Linked DNA regions of Mus musculus: all the other regions are linked to region 1. Evidence: chromatin contacts called from public Hi-C data. All regions are on one chromosome and are shown on one strand. The core of a region is the stretch at or near the end of the contact, and the rest is flanking DNA. Distances in the headings are between cores, read along the strand shown. Region 1 has its middle 23 kb from the start of Gm46886. Region 2 overlaps Nfib (nuclear factor I/B). Region 3 overlaps Nfib (nuclear factor I/B).

The links. Hi-C and Micro-C count contacts between places; a contact is called where the count stands out from the background.
Region 2: a Hi-C map of the N1E-115 cell line shows a contact between it and region 1, with 11 times the contacts expected there. The contact joins two enhancer-like sites. A contact is called at or near these places in 3 of 484 Hi-C or Micro-C datasets (the N1E-115 cell line, cerebellar granule neurons and immediate neuronal precursor).
Region 3: a Hi-C map of the N1E-115 cell line shows a contact between it and region 1, with 10 times the contacts expected there. The contact joins two enhancer-like sites. A contact is called at or near these places in 2 of 484 Hi-C or Micro-C datasets (the N1E-115 cell line and cerebellar granule neurons) and 1 of 115 datasets of contacts at active chromatin or transcription factors (a beta-TC-6 cell line).

What each region holds. Positions count from the first base shown.
Region 1 is chr4:81,955,350-81,959,642 of GRCm38.p6, forward strand. No RefSeq gene overlaps it. Among named protein-coding and RNA genes, the nearest start is that of Gm46886, 23 kb to the left of the region's middle. Within about 2 kb of position 1,747, at least 9 of the 459 cell types and tissues checked have an H3K27ac peak or open chromatin away from gene starts, as enhancers often do. A contact at or near this core is called in the N1E-115 cell line, where this site is marked.
Region 2 is chr4:82,398,818-82,403,110 of GRCm38.p6, forward strand. The region is part of intron 2 of Nfib (nuclear factor I/B); the gene reads right to left. Among named protein-coding and RNA genes, the nearest start is that of Nfib, 100 kb to the right of the region's middle. Within about 2 kb of position 2,029, at least 153 of the 459 cell types and tissues checked have an H3K27ac peak or open chromatin away from gene starts, as enhancers often do. A contact at or near this core is called in the N1E-115 cell line, where this site is marked.
Region 3 is chr4:82,302,356-82,306,648 of GRCm38.p6, forward strand. All of the region lies in intron 11 of Nfib (nuclear factor I/B), which reads right to left. Among named protein-coding and RNA genes, the nearest start is that of Nfib, 200 kb to the right of the region's middle. Within about 2 kb of position 2,031, at least 116 of the 459 cell types and tissues checked have an H3K27ac peak or open chromatin away from gene starts, as enhancers often do. A contact at or near this core is called in the N1E-115 cell line, where this site is marked.

The DNA.
Region 1 (4,293 bases), core at 497-2,996:
TAGATTGTTATAAAATGTTGTTTGATGACTCTGGGAGGTCTGTTCTTCTCTAAAGGAAGTGGGTGGATCTGGGGGGGAAGAGAAGGCGCAGGGTGGCTTGCGGAGATGATAGCGGCAGGGGAGAACTGGGGAACTGTGATGGGGTGGGTGTAATATATGAAAGGGAATAAAAATAAATTCCTCCTTAGTGAGATACTGATCTCTCCTACACGTTTTTGTTGGCTTTTTAAAATTCACAAGGCGGGGCTGGTGAGATGGCTCAGTGGGTAAGAACAACCGACTGCTCTTCCAAAGGTCCAGAGTTCAAATCCCAGCAACCACATGGTGGCTCACAATCATCTGTAACGAGATCTGGCTCCCTCTTCTGGAGTGTCTGAAGACAGCTACAGTGTACTTACATATAATAAATAAATAAATCTTTAAAAAAAAATTCACAAGGCATCAAGCCTACTTTGGGCACCACTCAGTATAAAAGCAGTCAATGGATAAATGAATGTCTCTGCACATTAACTGCTGTCAGTATTGATTCAAATCACACTTGAGCATATTGCTTGAAGAAACCAAACAGCATTCATTCTTATGGTTTTACTTAAAGTTGTTCTTGTATCAAGCTAAACCACAGCAGTATTTTAGGGACCCTAATTACACCGACACCTTCTATTCCTCCATTCTCTTCACCTCCTTATAGTACAAAGCTGTCTATACGCACACGCTTTAACTAGAGTTATTCAAAGGGAGGAGCTATACTTTTGCAAGATGCAGTGAGACTATAGTGAGAAACAGAGAAATGTCCCTGTCTCTCAATCAGTTACTGAAGAACTATTGCTGAGAACATTGTTGGCTCCTCAGTGTATTTATTGTTTTTATAAGGGGAATTTTGCTCAGCTACAAAAAGAATTTTGTTTTCATTTTTTTTGTTTGTTTTGTTATTGTTGTTTGCTATCTTTTGTTTTTCTTTGTGTGTTTTTTTTTTTCAAGACAGAATTTTTCTGTGTAGCCCTGGCAGTCTCTCTCTATACACCAGGCTGGCCTCGAACTCATAGAAATCTGCCTGCCTCTGCTCCCTGAGTGCTGGGATTCATAGAATGTGCCACCACCACCCGGCTAGTTTCATTTTTTTCTCAAAGCGGACTCCGTGCTGTGTGAGCACAGAGAGTCTCTTTTCTCGTTGACTAGCTTTCTGTGTGTATAGTTTCTATTTTATTTTTAATTATGTGTGCATGCATATGAAGGTAGGTACCCAAGGAAGCCACAAGAGGGTGTCAGATCCCTGCATCTGAGGATACAGGTGGCTGTGAGTCACCCTATGTGGGTACTAGGAACAACACCCAGGCCCTCTAAAATGAGTCCTTAACTACTGAGTCATCTATTTAGACCACTATCTGTGTATTTTAATGTGTTATGCTTTATGGAACATTACAAGCTGTGCCTTCTTTCCCCCTTTTCTTCATCTTCTAATGGGAAAACACTACTTTTAAAAAGAAAAGAACACCGTGTTGGCAATGTTTAGTGTGCAAAATGTTCAGGACTGATGAGAGTGAGGAGGGTCCCAAGTCTGCACATTTATCAGCAACTGTCCCAAAAGGTTAATCGGCTTGGAGTGTCTCTTCTCAGTATTCCCAACACTTCCATTTTAAATCCCAAGTTTATCTTGCTTTTAAAAATATTTGCCCCGTGACTCCATTTGCAAGCCTGGGAGTCCAGACATGATTACTCCAAATTGGAGACCTTCAGACTGGGAAGGACTATAGTCCAAGGTCAGAGCAAGTGACGGTACTGGGGCAGCAGCCTGCCCTGGGGATTTATCTGCTAGGTTTCAGGAGTGACAGTAAAGAACTGGGCTGCCTGATGAACCCAATGAACAGAAAAAAAAATCTGTCCAAACATGGAAAGCTCACTGCAACGATTGAGGAAACATTGCCTATTTGTTTGGAGTACATTTAATTATTTTTAAACATGTGCAGCTTGTAGTTCAGTGAACATGTCAGGGATAATAGAAGACGAAAGGCAAATGAGGAGAGGCGGTGCTGGTCCTGGAGTGGCTCTTCTCCACAGCTGGCTGCTGGGTGAAACAGTTCCTTCCAAAGTGTGGCTCCTTGTCTGTCACCTAATGAAATGCAGTAGGGGGATTAATGTCATTAGCTGAGGCCAACCTGCTGTGTAGTAAACAGAGATATCCCCCCCCCTCATTTGGGGGGAGTGTTCCTCAGCTCCTACCCACTGGCCTGCAAAGGTCACTCCCCAGCCTTCTATTAGTTAAATGGGAAGAAATTAACTGGGCTGGAGAATCTTGTGGTCTGTTTGAGGGAGAGCAGGCTCTAGGCAATTTAGCATCCAAGTCTGCACCTCCCTCCCTTCTCTTGCACTAATTGGAGCTTAAATTTCTTCTTGGAGGGGGTTGGGGGGTGAGGTGGGGTGGGGGACATGGGAGGATAAAAGCCCTCCAAATAAATGTTTTACAGAAGAAGAAAGAGGAGGAAGCAGAGGGTTTTGTTTTGATAAGCAAATTAACACAGAACATGGGGGATGATCTTGGATTGTCTTGTTCATCTCTCTCATGAACCATGAGCACTTCTCACATTTATCTGCAAAGTCAAATGCTCAGAAATGCATGTCTTGCTCTACACAAACTGCCAGGAATGTAGACAGCCAACAGTAGCCAAGTGTAAAAGTTAAAATTTTATAATCTCTGGAATATGCACAAATCTTGGTTCTAAAGAACTTGAACTACTGGAAGAATGGTGGGGAAAGAATTCTGAAAAGACCGGCATGCACTTGCAGAGGACAGTGACAGCTCAGAGCCACAAACCGCAAACTTGAGTTACACGCAGCAATCCCAGCTAGATGTAAAATAAAAGGAAGAAATAACAAGTGAGAAAAGAACAAGAAAGTTTGAGGACAATATGATGAGAGAGCTCCAGCTGACTCTGCATCACACACCGCCTTGTGAGGTCTGCCCTTAACCCTTTCTTTATCGAAACAGAGCATCCCTTTGTACTGAGAGCTTTTAACGGCACTCTAACATGGGCACTGTGGCATTTTTGCAGCAATAGATATTAGTATCAACGATTATTATGAAGGATAAAGGAAAAAGAATCTCAGAGTCATTTGCATTTTTATGTTGCAAACTTGGTTCTGATCCACTCACATCCTCCAGTCTTCCTGGGACTTCTGGTAGTCTTGTTTTTAAAGGGCACTATGGCAGACTTACTATTCTCTCCTTATTAGCAGGCCAGTATGGTGAAGATGGAAAGTTGGTAACATCCTTCAAAAAGATCCAGGAAAAAAAAACCTTTAGCAGTTCAAGGCTAATAGTCCAGAGACCATAACAGTTTTGGGACAGAAATGATGTCTTAGGACTCAATACTGCCCCATAGATTGTTCTTACTGGTCATCTGGCTGCTTTCCTGGGTTCTATGCCACAAGTATTCAAGAAGGAGCCTTGACTCCATCTATATGGGATAGTCAGATGTCTGAGATAATCTTCTGCCTTTTGCAGTTTCCACTGTGCCCCAAGTATCATGCTAACTGTGCCCCAAGTATCATGCTAGTATCATGCTAGAAAGATCGTTGTCTTACTCACCCAGCTACTTTTTGGTCCTTCCAATAGTCATTAAGTTCCCCATGCCCCGACACACTCCTAAGACTCTTAACCAGGCCATAGTCATCTTTCCCCGTCTTTGCATTTAGATTTAATCCCTGGTCAGCTGGGATAGGTCAGTCCTCATAGAACCCTCTGTGCCTAGTCTCACCCTGCCCTGCATATGTTTTATTTCTCCTGGACTGTTTCTGCTTCAAAAACCAATCTAGGCCATGGCTGCTCAGGGTAGGGCAAGATAAAGATAAGGCAAATGCAGAGAAGGCTCCTTTCTAGTCTCTAAGATCTGTGCAGGATCTAACTCTCAGGAGGATGTATATTTATAACTTTATTTCTATATTAGCTACATTTATATCTAAAATGCATGCACTTATGTATTAAAGTAGAAGTTGGACTTTTGAATAAGAGAAGAGACCAATGAAAGTAGAGACCCAGCCCTTCTCTCTGAAACATCCTAGGATATTCCCAGTTGCCTGGCCAAAGCCAGCAGTTCTCATGTGTGATAAAATAAACTCTTCCAGCTGGGGAATGCTGGGGTTATATTTTTATCTCTGGTGTCTGGTGACTGCATAAACTAGAGGAACAAAGATAGAATGATTTATACGTGTCATTAGAAACGTAAGATTTTTAAGGGTTAGTAAACATGTACAGTATGGGACATATTAGATGTACCATTTGTATAATACAAAACACTC
Region 2 (4,293 bases), core at 779-3,278, 440 kb after region 1:
ACCATGCTGAACTTTCTCTGAGTCTTTGGGCAGGACACAGCCCTCCCCTCTGTCAGTCAGCAAACACCATAAGAATCAGTAGGTAGCTCTCTTTGCCTTATAAAGTATTAGAGGCGCTGGCAGAGCTCAGTGGTAGAGCACTCTCCTAGCATGCAGTAAGCCCCAAATTCAATCTCTAGTACAGAAAGGAAGAAAGAAAGAAAGAAAGAAAGAAAGAGAGAGAGAGAGAGAGAGAGAGAGAGAGAGAGAGAGAGAGAGAAAGAGAGAGAGAGAGGAAGGAAGGAAGAAAGGAAGAAAGGAAGGAAGGAAGGAAGAAACAATGAAAGAGACATAAAATTTCCCATCTAAAATGGACATCAGAATATAGACAATGGTTGTGGTGGTTCCCATGTGTCATAGAAAACACTTCATAAAAACATAGACCTTAAAGCAGAAAATTACTTAAAGGTAATATCTCATTATTAATGTTCTAGACCTTCAATCTTCTAAAAAGTGTTATCTACTAGTGGCCGTGTCCTTTGATGAAAGATGAGCATGAAGTAATTCGAAGAGATGAACTAGAGAGGACAGGTCTATATGTGACCATATGCTGCCCAGGAACAAGAAATCTTGCTTGTCCCATTCTGTAACCATGGCCTGTTCAGTGCATGCATTTGGTGAGTGGTGAGTGTCATTCAAAACACTTATTCACACTGATCTTGAACCTCAGTCCCAGCGACTGTGTTTCCTACAGCCATGCCAGGGCCAAGGAAGTGGTACTTCCATCCTGCAAGCTCCTGCTAATTCACTCGCTGTCCCCAGGCCATGGACAGGCTGCTAACTCTTATTCACAGACACCAAACAGGAAAGCAAAGACAGGTTTGCAACTATCAAGTTCTTTGAAGAAAAAAAAAAAAGTAAGCCTTTAGCCAAAACCTATCTCCACATTCTTCTCTTCCTGCCATGCAATGCATCAGGCTTTGGCCAAAGATCACAAGTGAACTGAGAATCCTAAAAAGCAGCAGCACTCAGATCCACACTGAACCCTCCTGAACTCGATCGCACTTCACAGAGCTGTGAACAGAACTGTACTAGAAGCACCATCCGGACTGGCTCAGGGATGCTTCAGGTTCAGATCCAAGAGATCCGAGGTGACCCTAAGTTCCACTCAGTGCTACAGTTTTCTCCAACTTGAGCACAGAAGGATTAAAAAGAAAACACAAATATTGGCAAAGGTGATTTGAGGTTACTTGACCTTTCTGAAGGAAGGAAGGTTTTTGGCAACCATAACCTGGCAGCTGTCTGGAAGGCAAGGCCAGGACACAAAGAGGAAGACAGGAAGCAGGGAGCTGGCCATGTGTCCTTGGCAGGCAGCAGTGCAGCAGGGTGAACCACCTCATCCCTGCCAAACCAGAAACAGCGGGGAAAGCCCAGCTAATTGGCAAGTCGCAGACGGCTACAGTGTCCATCCTCTGCTGTAAATGACTGATGAAGCTAAAAGGAATGCCAGACCCTAATCTACTTAACTAGGATCCTCCTGGACTCTCTCAGAAACGTAATTTGCTCCTGTGAGTCGTATTTCCCAGGGAAGTGGTAAGGCATAAGGCACATCTTAAGATGACAAGGGCTAAAGAGAGTTTAAAGAAAAAAATGTTGTGGAGTCTGGTTATGCCCACAAACATTTGCTTCTGAAGGCTGTGTGTGTGTGTGTGTGTGTGTGTGTGTGTGTGTGTGATCTTTAACTAGCAAGCCTTCCACTGGTTTATTTTTTTAACTCAAAGAAAATTACGTAGTCAAAGTTGCATACTGAACAAAGACGGGAGTCCATTTGCAGGACCCAGACATCTACAAACAAAGACAAACCCCTGTAAGACACTCCAGGAAGCTGCAGGGCCACACCCACTTACTGCCGGCTACTGTTTGTACTTAGGCATTAGCTGGCTCAACTGTGGGATGATGTAGCTTCATCCCAAGGCTTCTGAGCCTTTGCCTGCTAAGGTTGGGACTCACACGGAGAGGAAGGGCAGAGGAGGCTGTGCCAGTAAACTGAGCCTCACTGGCTGCTACTAACAGGGTGAATCAGGGACCTGAGGGCAGGGTTTACTCCCCGGGGTGCACTCAGTGGTTGGGCACATTTTGTTTCATTTTTTTATGAAACTGTTCATGTCTTCTCCAAAATTCACACCTAAATTTCAGAGTAGCTTCTGCTTCTTTAAACACAACAGCAAATAATAAAATTAAATTGAAAAGATATTGCAAACACCTCTCTCTCTCTCTCTCTCTCTCTCTCTCTCTCTCTCTCTCTCAAACTGGAAAAAGAAACATCCCACAGAACTTTCATCCTTGAAGAATTTTCTCCCTCAAAAAAAAAAAGTTAATATAAAAAAATAAATGAGGACCTAGTATGCTTGACGCTGTTCTGAAGTAACACTGAGAAGCAAAATAAAAAGGGAATATTCAAACACTACCTGAGCTCCACCTCATAAGGAAGGATCAAAATTAATCTTCCACCCGGCATCAGAGCCCAGGGATGCCTGACCACCACCACCGCTTGTCCCATCAGCCACAGGGTGTCCTAACTGACTTCAGACTCCATATATCTGGAACCATCAAAGGTCCATCCTTTTGTCTTTGGGGACCAGTTCCATTGTCTATGTAAGAGAAGTTTTGTGGTGCCTCTCTCTAAAGTGGATGGCTCTTTCTCTACTGTGGGACCCTTTGGTACTATCACTGCCTAAGAAAATCCTTCCATGAGGCCCACCTCCTGGTTCCTTCCTGCCTGTAACCCCAGGGCAAACTCAACCAGCTCCACTTTGCTAAATTCTACTACTCATTGTCTGCGATTCCCAATCCTCTATAGCTAACCCTGCTCTCATTTGAATGACAAAGTCCTTATTGTCCTTATTCCAGCAGGACCTTTTGCCCACTCTCTCCCATTTCAGCGAACCAGATGAACCAGAAAGACTTGCTGGAAACCCCTCACCTCAAAGCCCTACTTCCAGGTGTTGGCCCAGCTCTTACCTTCTAAGGCTCCTCCCCCTTGTTTTGCTAATTGCAGGTCTCCATGCTCTGTACCCATATGGCTTTCATTACTGAAATGTCCTTACTCTGACGTCAGACAAACTCCAATTTCATCTTTAAAGTGCTTGATTCCCTTCATCTGGTATATTCTTCCTGGCCCTCTTTTTGCATCCACCTAATGAGACCACCCTGCAGGGTCCACATCACTTCCCTCCCATTCTAATATAAGGCTTTAACACTGTGTTAGGGCTGGTTGTACATGTGCCGTTTCCCTCCATAGTTGTCACTGACCATATCCTAACATATCTTTTACAGTCTGGGGCATCTGTTTACATTGCAGAAAGGGCGTTATCTTAAATATCCTATCCATGGAGAAATGGGATGAAAAGCATCCATTCCCTTAGGAAAGACAAAACAATTTAAAAGAAAGATAATAATGAGCTACCTACCAGCTTACACAAACAATTAACACCCAGTAGTGAGATGCTGGGGCTGGAGAACTGCTTAGAGCTACACCGACTGGGTAGCATGCATGAAGCCATGGGTTCAGTCCTCAGCAACAGACAGAAATACATCTAATGCATTTGGCCATTTGTTTATTTTTAGAGAATTGAAAACCAACAATGTTCCTTCCATATATCATTCCTTTCCATAGTTATTAAAGCTAGTCACTTGGGAAAAATAAATGGTTTGGCTTAAAGCTTGTAAGTAAGGCTGGGTGTGGTAGCATACACCTTTAGCCCTAGCACTCCAGAAGCAGAGCAGATAGATTCCTGTATGAGGCCAGCCTGGTCTACATAGTTTGTTGGGCCAGTTACATAGTAAGACCCTGTCTCTGAAAAACAAATTATAAGGTTAAAAATAAGTAGACTTCATATATTTTAAAAATAAATTGACATTATCCCCAAAGAGATCCAAAGCACATCAGAACTTCCCATCTGTTCACTGTTTTCAGCTACTAACACATCGTTGGGACCACAAGCAACAGACCACAAGTGCTGGTTTCCGTCTGCAAAGCATCACGGGTAAAGGTGACGAATCAACGAGACGGCCAATGAGAGAGCTGCACGGAAGCTGTACTAGTGAGACAGGATGTGCGAAGAGTAGCTTAACACTCACTGCCCTCTACCATCTTCAGTGGGGAAGAATCTATGGGCTAGTTGGGAGGTTAGAGAATCAAATTAGTAATTATCTCAAGTTAAAACACGATCATGTGGTCTAGGACCTGGAGAAAGACTAAATGAAAGACTCTTAAAAAGTCCTAAGAGAAAACACCATAAAAACTGGTTTCCT
Region 3 (4,293 bases), core at 781-3,280, 350 kb after region 1:
AGATGCATGAGATCTCCTGAACAAGAATAATTCCACATTAGTAACTGTAATTGATTTATCCAATGTTAGTTGCTTTCCAACTGAAAATAATATGTGCCTTTGTTTTGTGTGTGTGCAGATGTGGATGTATGACAGTAATTTGCTTTTGAGCCCCCTTTTACAAGGGGCCAGAGTGAAAGTGAATTATACTACATGCTTTATAGAGGTCCTGGATTTCTTTGATTTATTTTTCCCATTTTTAATGATCATTATCGCCATATGAATGATCCTATTTGCATGCAAGATGATTTCTAATGATTATAACTATTTGTAATAGTCTGCATCAGAAAGCCCCCTCGCTAGCTCTTACCTGCTCTGCAAAGGGCCCCAGTGGGCTCTCTGGGAAACACCAAATATCATAAACTGCAGGTGGCTCATAGAATGAATCTAACTGCAAGCAATAGCACTTCATAGTAATGAAAGAGAAGTGTATTTATTTCTTAACTAAGTAGGTAAATAGCCTTCTTTATTGTTAATCCTTGGGGAGCCACACTTTTGAAAATAACATCAAATGGGAGGCTGTCAAACCTCATTGGTTTATAGTCAATTGTTTCAGACGGCTTTGCTTCTGGGGGACGCTGGATCAAGGGTTCATTGTAGCACGCATTAGTGAAAGTATTTTCCAAATTTAAAAAAAAAAGGGGGTATCATATACCAGTGAAGTACTGCATCTGCAAAAGACGACACGCAATAGTGACTTCACATGGGGACAGCGCAGCTGTCTAGGGAACCAGATCATTGCTACCCTTTGCTTTTACTATAGAGGCTTCCTTCCACACATGATGTTAGAAGGCCCTTCAACAAGGGAACCCAGGCACTTCAAAAGTCACAAAAACTTACTTGCTTACAACAGTCAAATGTAAATAAGATTTAAAGGGCAATCCTTCCCCTCAATCAGGAAATTAAGCATATTTTTTAAAGATTTGATTTTGCTCATATTTTAGAGCTAAAAAACCTATGATAGAAAATTATGAAGTTGTTAACTACAAATCAATTACAAGACACCCGTGCATGCATACACACACACACACACACACACACACACACACACAGACACACACACTTATGAAGCTACCGGATGTTATTGCCAATTAAAATATAAAAACATACAGGCCAACTGTAGTCATTTACTCCTCCCAGACCATGCCACAGGGAAGCCCACATGTTGATTTCCAGCCTTTCTCTAGTCTGTATTCCTCTCCACCCCTGGGCTTCTTTTCAATGCTATTGTTACAAGGGTTACTGCTCCTCTTATTTGCATAAGTGATTCTTCAACTACAGACATTTCCCTACCAAAAAAAAAAAAACTCCGGTTCTCCAAAATAGTGCTTTTCACAGAAAGGCTCCCCAAAGGCATACTAAATGAAAGAGAAATGTGAGTTTGTATAAAAGCCAGGAGACTCTTTCACAAATGATTTTTCTTAAAAGCAAATACTAGTATTATTTTTACAGTTTTGCTTCTAAAGAAGAGGACTTGTTTATACCAGATTTCTGAAGAGTAAGATGTCAAGGAGTTAACAATTATATTTATGACATTGGCCCTTTCACTGTGTTCACATATGCAGAGAGCTCCCAGAACGAAGAAAATAGGAGAGGAAACTCTATTTCTACACTTTCTGATATGCAACATAAATATTATTATTCCCCATGTGGAAATTCAACAGGCTTTTGTCTTTACTGCTGTAGCATTTCCTATAAAAATACATTCATTTCTAGGCTCTATTATTTAAATATGACCTGATTCACAGTACACCTAGTTCCAGCTCCTTGATCACAACAATGAAGTGATGGTGTGTGGGCCGCAATGGAGCTGACTTCCTCAGCAGAGAGTGTGCGTGTTTACACGGTGCTTTGCATAAACCATCTTCAAACAAGGTCAGCATTTAGCACACTTCCTTTAGCTGCAAAAGGGTTAACCAGTAAGGTTTGCATTTTGAGAATGTTCTGAATCCTGCTCCTCCCTCTCTGGCTCTGCTGCCAAAAACCATCTGACAGGAAACGGAAGATTAAGTTTGTCCTACCTAGGCGAACAAAGAGTGCTCTGAACGAGCTCCCACTTCACTGCAGAGCGGGAACTTTTCTAATCCCGCTGGAATCTGCAGCGCTGCTCTGAAAGTACCATGGAGAAAGTTGTTCTCTTTCCTCTAACATCTTGTCCCTGGATCATCTCGCTTTGGCCACACTGTCCATCCAAAAGGGTTGACGGGAAAGCTCCAGACATAATCATGTGGAAAATGGACATTATTGATTCCTATGGCCCATTGTTCCCCCATGCTAAGTCCCTGAAGTTCAAGTTCAATCTGGAATTACATCATGTCTGGTTTCTCCTGGTTACCAGACGGCTTGAGACGTGACCACAGCTACAGAAAAAACAAACAGCCTTCTTCACGCTTCGGCTCCCCTATCGATTCAAACGTAAACTTTTTTTCTTTCTCTCAAGTATGCTTCAAGTATGGAGCATGGTTAATTTAGAGATTAAGTTCCAAATTAGATTATCTAATGGCATCTTAATGGATTGCTGACCCATTTCCTGTGGGATGGCAGCATGCAAGTCTGGCTGGAATACAATTAATTTCTTAGGAAGTGTTCTGAAGAGTTTGTCTAGATAAAAAGGAAACGGCCAGTTGGACAAATCTCTCTTTATAAATGGAGAAAGGTAGGCGAAAATGATGTCTCAACACTGCTTCCAATAGCCAGATCAGAGACAGAGACACTGTGTGTGTGTGTGTGTGTGTGTGTGTGTGTGTGTGTGTGTGTGTGTGTGAGCGAGTGAGTGAAAACCATTTCGGATAATCTGAATAAAATACTACCGCCTTCAGTTTTGCTCTCCCAACAGGTGCAAATGATGCTGATGAGGACAGAAAGTCACTGCTTTCACGAGACTATTCAAAGCAAAGGATGACAACAGCAGCTGCCCTGGTACCAAACCCTGCTCAGATGCAACCTTAGATTTCATAATTCTCAGCCTTGAACCAAGGACTCACCTATGCCACCTAGCTTGTCAGCATTTCTATTAGTCCTGGAGTGGTGCTAGGGCCCCAGGATGCTGTATAAAAATGTGAACACTTTAGAGCCAACAGCTGAAAAGAAGATTCAGAGATGGGAATCCAGCTTCCCCTCCTCCCCCCAGCCCCCCAAACACACACACACACACCACCACCACCATCCCAAGGAACTTCAGAAACAACCCAGCTGCCCCGGACTGCAGTTTTGTGTCAAGATAAGAAATCCTGAGCAGGAAATGCTAACCTAGGAGACATGCCAGGATAGTCTAAATAATGCTGAAGTAAACAGTAGCTTAATTCTATAGGAACAGGACTGTCCACATACATGCATCGCATGTGACACTTACCTGTCTACATAAACGTACACGTGTGAATGCAGTTTGCAACCTACTGAAAATTATCTTTAAGTTTTTGGTTTTTAGTCTTTCGATAGAGAACATACATTTTATAAAGAAAAGCAGTGTTTCACAATAACTACTGAGCATGCCATGCACACGGCTGCCCCTTTGCTTTGCCCTCCCCCTGACCAGCCAGATCCAAATAACCTTTACTGGCTGCTAAACTTCTCTTGGGAAATCAAGCAACTCTCTGGAATTGCAGTAATAAACGACAATTTCTTACAAAAACACGTGTAAAGTAATGGCAGGATGAAGCATTCAACTCAAAGAGAGGAACTGGGAACACATGGAACATGGAAAACCACTGATAAAAGTCTCTTTGGTGCCATTCAATTATGGCATCATAAGCAGGAAAAAAAAAATCCTCCCAATTATTTCAGTCAAATCTTCATTTCTTCATTATTTCAGGGGCTGAGCAAATGGTTCGTGTAAACATATCCTTCTGTAACACACTCGTGTTTATTTTAGCCATCTGAAGGCTTCTTCTGTTTATATAAGCCATCAAACACATACAACTACTCACTTGTGGCTTTGCGTTTTCTTAAAGGGGTGGAAGGGCGAGAAGGGAAGAGGAAACGGTCAATCCAGCGTCTCTTTTGCATAAATCACCCATCCAGTGTTTCAAAATAACTTATATTTTTATTATTCTCAGATTGTCCTCCAGCGTTCTTTTTGCATTCGATTACACTGTCCCTTCGTATCTGAGAGTGCCAGAGTCAGGCTAGGGTCTAAAGAGAGCAAGTAACTGTTCTGTGTTCACACCCACACAACTCACGTGTGCAAAAACAACAGAACTTGTGCATGGATGGAAGAGGAAAAGAACAGTTGCAGTGCCTTGCCATCACCTATAG